Linked DNA regions of Canis lupus: region 1 is linked to region 2. A link is a contact called in public Hi-C data. All regions are on one chromosome and are shown on one strand. Each heading gives the region's core, a stretch centred on a gene start, on an enhancer-like site or on the middle of the called end of the contact. The rest is flanking DNA. Distances are from core to core; before and after follow the strand shown. Region 1 has its middle 140 kb from the start of SLC12A2. Region 2 has its middle 50 kb from the start of CTXN3.

The links. Hi-C and Micro-C count contacts between places; a contact is called where the count stands out from the background.
Region 1: a Hi-C map of skin fibroblasts shows a contact between it and region 2, with 2.8 times the contacts expected there. The contact joins two enhancer-like sites. A contact is called at or near these places in 2 of 9 Hi-C or Micro-C datasets (amygdala and skin fibroblasts).

What each region holds. Positions count from the first base shown.
Region 1 is chr11:17,192,169-17,194,868 of UU_Cfam_GSD_1.0, reverse strand. No RefSeq gene overlaps it. Among named protein-coding and RNA genes, the nearest start is that of SLC12A2, 140 kb to the right of the region's middle. Within about 2 kb of position 1,293, at least 4 of the 20 cell types and tissues checked have an H3K27ac peak or open chromatin away from gene starts, as enhancers often do.
Region 2 is chr11:16,577,286-16,579,985 of UU_Cfam_GSD_1.0, reverse strand. No RefSeq gene overlaps it. Among named protein-coding and RNA genes, the nearest start is that of CTXN3, 50 kb to the left of the region's middle. Within about 2 kb of position 1,400, at least 2 of the 20 cell types and tissues checked have an H3K27ac peak or open chromatin away from gene starts, as enhancers often do.

The DNA of each region.
Region 1 (2,700 bases), core at 44-2,543, 610 kb before region 2:
ACGAGGTATTTCAGTTTTCTGAATCTCACTTTCTCCCTGGGGAAAATAGTAATGATACACCTACTTAAAACCGGATATTAATTGGGACTTCTCTTAGAATTATAACCATGGACAAAGCATGACAAGTACCTACACACATTCTATTAGAAGGAAGTAGATAGACCCAGCTTAGTTTATGCCGGGTGAGTTACTGATCAAGCAGACAGACTAGAAGGACGGTAAAGTATATTTTTCAAAAGTTCTAAGATAAAATATAAGATTACCCACACAAACTCACTATCTGAACCCTGGAACTGAGAGAAGAAGGGCAGGGGAGTCTACCCGAGGCTGTGTCATGCAGAGAGAAGAGTAGTCCATGCATGAGCCTCAACCTGTGTGGATTCCCAGTGATGCCCACAGTCATTCTATCATCACCCTCGGCTGCCACCAGCCCTCCGCATGGACACAGGGATATCTCCTGACATGTCCAGGGCATCTCAGCCTCCCTTTCCATGCAGGCCAACCTTTGCATGCCCTCTCTGACTTACATGGCCCCCAGGAGTTGAAGGCTCTCTCTTCCTGTTCTCTCCTATGCCCTTCATCAGAGGGCCATCAAAACTTCTGGACACTCTTTCATAGCACTTGGAAGGATGAGGTTAGGCCTGTTGGAGATTCCATGAACTTTCCCTAGGTCTCAGGGCCTCACGGAGCCCATGATAGACATGGAATTGCTTCCCAGGGCTGAGCTCAGGTAATCAAGTCAGAGAGTCATTTTGCTCTGAGACCACCAAACCCACTGGAGATATTACACAGTTGATTCAAACTCTCCTTTCCTTCTCTCCTCAACAACCCCTCCCCCCAGGCAGGAGCACCTTTATCTAGCAGGGCAGAGGTGGGGTAAGGTGGGTACTTGCCATGGCTGATTGTCTCAAGCTCCTAAAATACCCGAACCCAAGGCTTTGCAATTAAAAGCTCAGACTCTGCTGTCTCTGTTCTCTAGCTCCCTTCTGACAGTCCTCCCTAGCCTCGGGGACGATGTAAGGTGCTGGTCTTAGCCCAAATGGCAAGGACAGAGTGGTAGAAAGAGTGTGGGGTCGGGGGAGACCTACTTCATGTCCTTCTGCTACATTTGTGTATAGGATATACACCTCCGGTGTGATCTGCAAAATCCCAGTTTTCATTAACACCTAGCTGGCCCAGGGTCTGACCACAGTTGGCAATCATCCTCCAGCGCGGCCCTGGACCTGCAGGCATCAAGCCCATCTGAGCACATTAAGGCCTGCTCAGGAGCTGCTGGGCACAGGCCACAGACCTCTGGCCTGAGGCAAGCTGCTCGGCTCCCCCTGGGAGTCTCAGACACCTAAGCCTTGCTGCACAGCAGGGGAGCAGGAACAGCAAGTGAGAGTTTGGGAGGCTGGTCTCCTGTGCCCTGTCCACATCAGGGCAGAAATTCTGCCAAGATCAACAGCGTGGCTTCTGGCAAAGCCTCTGCCAGGCTCCCTCAACATTGTGGTCACCAACGGCCTGTGTTTTTTCTGAGATGTGGATTGTGAAAGTAACCTCCTGCGGTCTGGCACACAACTGATTTCTTAGAGGAAAGAGGACAAGGAGGTGACGCCTTTCTCCAAGGACGCTGTGAGCGCGGGCTATTACTGCCTGGGAACGGGGCTACAACAGCATCAGTCAACACTCAGGGTTTCCATCCACAGGACCATGCCACAACCCAGGATATGAAATCAAATCACAGAAATGCAAGCCCCAGAAGGACCTGGAGACTGCTGAATCCAGATCTTTCATTTCAGAGAGCAGGAAGCCAAAGCAGAACACTGGGAAACATTCAGCCACGGGGAAGCCTCCCTTTCTGTTCAATCATTCCCTTTGTGCGTTTTGCCTTTTGCTGAATTTTGAGAGACATGAAGGGCAAGATCGGCCTCACTTTAGAAAATCCATACACCACTGACCTTCGTAACTTACTGGCTTCAGATCTGTACTCGCCTAGATTGTCTCATGCAGCCAATCACGGAAAGGCGGTTCAGCCCACAAATTAGGTCAGATGCGAGTCTGAGGTCTACCTCAACCCCAGGTCAAGTGGATTTGAACCCCCACACACACATATTTATATATGACACATTAGACATTTATATATTGATACATATTCACACACACAAATTTTGTTTTGATAGGCTATAGGAGGTTCTAAAAATTTAAATAGATATATTTCCTCTAACTCCACAGGCTTCCTTATTCCCCATTCTTGAGACTTATATATCTAAATTTTGAAAATTCAGTCTTAAAGCTGTAAACTTGCCTTTGTCTTGACTGGCTTTTAAAAAGGAAGAGAAATTCTTTTTATACTTCAGGGAAACCAATAAAAAGTTAGGCTTAACACTGAATTCTGGCCAGTCCAGTGACTCACTGTAAAACCCTCAGGAAACATCCTTAAACTTTCTGAAAGTCAGTGACCTCATCTGTAAAATGGGAGTAATAATATCACTCTTAACAGATTTTTCTAAGAATTATGTAATAGCAGACAAGTACTATACTTGGCATGGTGCCTGGCTCATAGCAAACACTCAGTAAATGGTGCATATGTTGTAATATCATTGCAGCCCTTGCTGTTTTATTATTGCTGCCTGAAATTTGCTATTGTGGAAGTATATCAACTCTGTAATTTGTCCACCATTTCCTCCAAACAAATGCTGGGTACCTTTTTCAAAACTG
Region 2 (2,700 bases), core at 151-2,650:
GATGCACTTAGGGAAGCTAGTTCCCCCATGCCCCCAACTCTGGTGGCTTCAGACCCTTGTGTTGGGCCAGTGCTCTCCCTTGGTTTTCTAACAATAACAACTCTCATCTCTTGGGCTGTTTTCTCCCTTTATCTTCACAAACTCAAGAGGAAGGAACTCTTGTACCCTTATCTCATCAGGAGGACACTGAGGCACAGAAAGACTAAGTAGCACATGGCTCATGGCTGTTGAAAATGCATACCTTTTCCCCAACCACACTTTGGCTTATGCCAAGGGGCTCTGGAAGGAAGGCCCACAGCCTTGAGCGCTACCCCCAGGGCACGACCTGCGGGTCTGGAAGCCTCATTCACAGGTGGAAATGATGGAGACAATCAGCCCAGTACTCATAGGGAACCTGCTCACACCTTGTGAGGCATTTCCCAGAGCAGGTGGGCACGCCGGGTCATCTGGTAACTGAGGCATGGATGGTGTTGCAAGTGGGAGGCCCTGTCCTTAACCAAGAAAGTTTCTTCTGTGTCCCAGTACTTCCTGTGGGAAGGTTAGGAATCTTTAAGAGGAAGGGGAAGGGGAGGAGGAGGAGGAAGAGAGGGAAGGCGGAGGGGGAGGGTATGTTAAATTTCCTACATTTGGCCCAAGCGCCCTTGGTGCAGAGAGGAGTGTGGGGCCGTTGCTCCCCCAGACCTCTGGAGGACTCTGATGGCAGGTTCTAACTTTAACAGACGTTCCTGGGTGTGCATCTGACTTAGTTTACATCAGGATTTTTTTTTTAATTGTAGAAAGAGCTGGCAAAGCTGGAACCATGCCTGAGGGCGGTATTGGAGCGGAAAGAGCCAAGAGGAAGTGGAGGTGGTGATGCACCTGGTGAGTGACTTAACCTCTGGCTGCCTCGGGTTTCTCTTCTACCAAATGGGCACAAGATCCCTCTCATGCGGTGTTGTGAACACCAGAGGGGAGGCTGGGGCTCGCTAGGTCCAGGGGGTGTGCATGGCCAGTGGCAGCTTTTGCTTCTTACTCTCTTATCTCTTCTAATGAGTGGTAAGACTATGGAGGCGTTTTGAAAGTCCACATAGCCTCTTTTGTTTCCCTATAAAATAGGAATCCTAATTTCTCTTTTTAAGAGGATTGAGTAGATATAGACTAGCCAGTGCCAGGCCCTGAGCAGTTTCCCAGTATGTGATGTCACCCTCTCCTCCTGCCACCCCTGTTCTGACATGGCCAGGCCCTCAGGACCGATTTGGCCCCGTCTTGGAGAAGATGTGCAAATTCGAAAGGCAGGAAAATCTCCAAATCCCCCTTTTACCTTCTATTTGGGCTAATTGCTTTCTCCTGGGTTCACTTCACCCATCCATCAAGGCTCACAGAGAGTAGTGAGAAGCCAGTGGTTTCATTTCCATTTTTAGAGTACAGGGCACTCAGTACTCTGTGATTGAAGCTGCCACCTGACAGCACTGCTCACAGACGCGAGGAGGCTGCCTTGGAGCCCCCAAGGCGCGAGCTCCCACAGCCCATGCTGTGATCCCTCACAGGCGCCTGTGGCTGACCTGATGCCAGGCGTGCCAGGGTAGGTCAGGTCCCCGCAGTTCCATTCGGTACAGAGTTCACCTGTCAGGCCTCAACAGAAGCAAACAGTTCTGTGTTAAATGCTCACTTCCTTTTTGTTTTCTCCAAAACACAAGGCTCTGGTTTAGGGAAAAATCACAGATAAAACAATGAGCCCAGTTTTGCTTGGATAATCTCAAGCAAGGTCTTGGCACAGAGGTCAGCCCTCTGAGAACAAGCCAGGGAAAGGAAACTGGACCGTTAGCAGCTAATTTATGACCCTGCATTTCTGTGCAATCCCTCACAAGCTTACAGAAACCAAATGCCTGAGCAGCTTTGTAAAATTTCAGTAAAGGAACCTAATATCTTGGTTTCCTGGCAGCACCCGTACTCTGCTGTGGAGAGTGGGCAATTCGACTTGCCAGTTTTGCTCTCCAGGAGAGGCATTCCGTCCACACCATTTTGCTACAGAATCTGAAATAAAACTATGTGCAAAGTCGATAGGTCTCACATGTTATCTAGCACAGAAGAGGCCAGTAAGTGGTAGCAAAGACCGGGGAGTCCTACAAGTCTGTGAAAAACCTCTATTCTGCATATCTACAACTTAGTGGATTTCTGAATTAAAAAGAAAAATCTCAAAACGATAAACTCAGTAGCAGAAATGAAGCTAATAAGGACGAGGTAGGGGGAAAGCTACCTGCCTCACTGCAAGTGTTTTTCATGGGACATTTTGCTGTATTTGAAGAACGTGGGCATTGCAATACCTAGACATTCTACGTGCAACTGGTGCCCTCTAGTGGTAGAGACTAATCTCCAGCCATGTAGCCTCTCATTTTAAAGCTGCAAGCAAGCCTGCTCTTCCTAATTTATCCTACCCCAAATTTACAGGGAGGGAAGAGAAAATGAAGGAGCCAGGAGGCAAGCAGGTGCTCTGAAGTGCCTTTGTAATTCACAAGGTAAATCCTAGCAGGCTTAGGTTTCCAAGATAAGAGTCTTAAATGTCTTGGAGGGTTCAGATCCTTCCAGAGACAGGACACCACTCTGCCGGGTATCTCTGGGAAACGTCTTAGCTGGAAACAGGTTTTCCAGATAATTCCGATATGCTCCAAAAATCACACAATTCCTCTTGGTGCTGACAATGGTGGAACAAGGGGGCAGAAC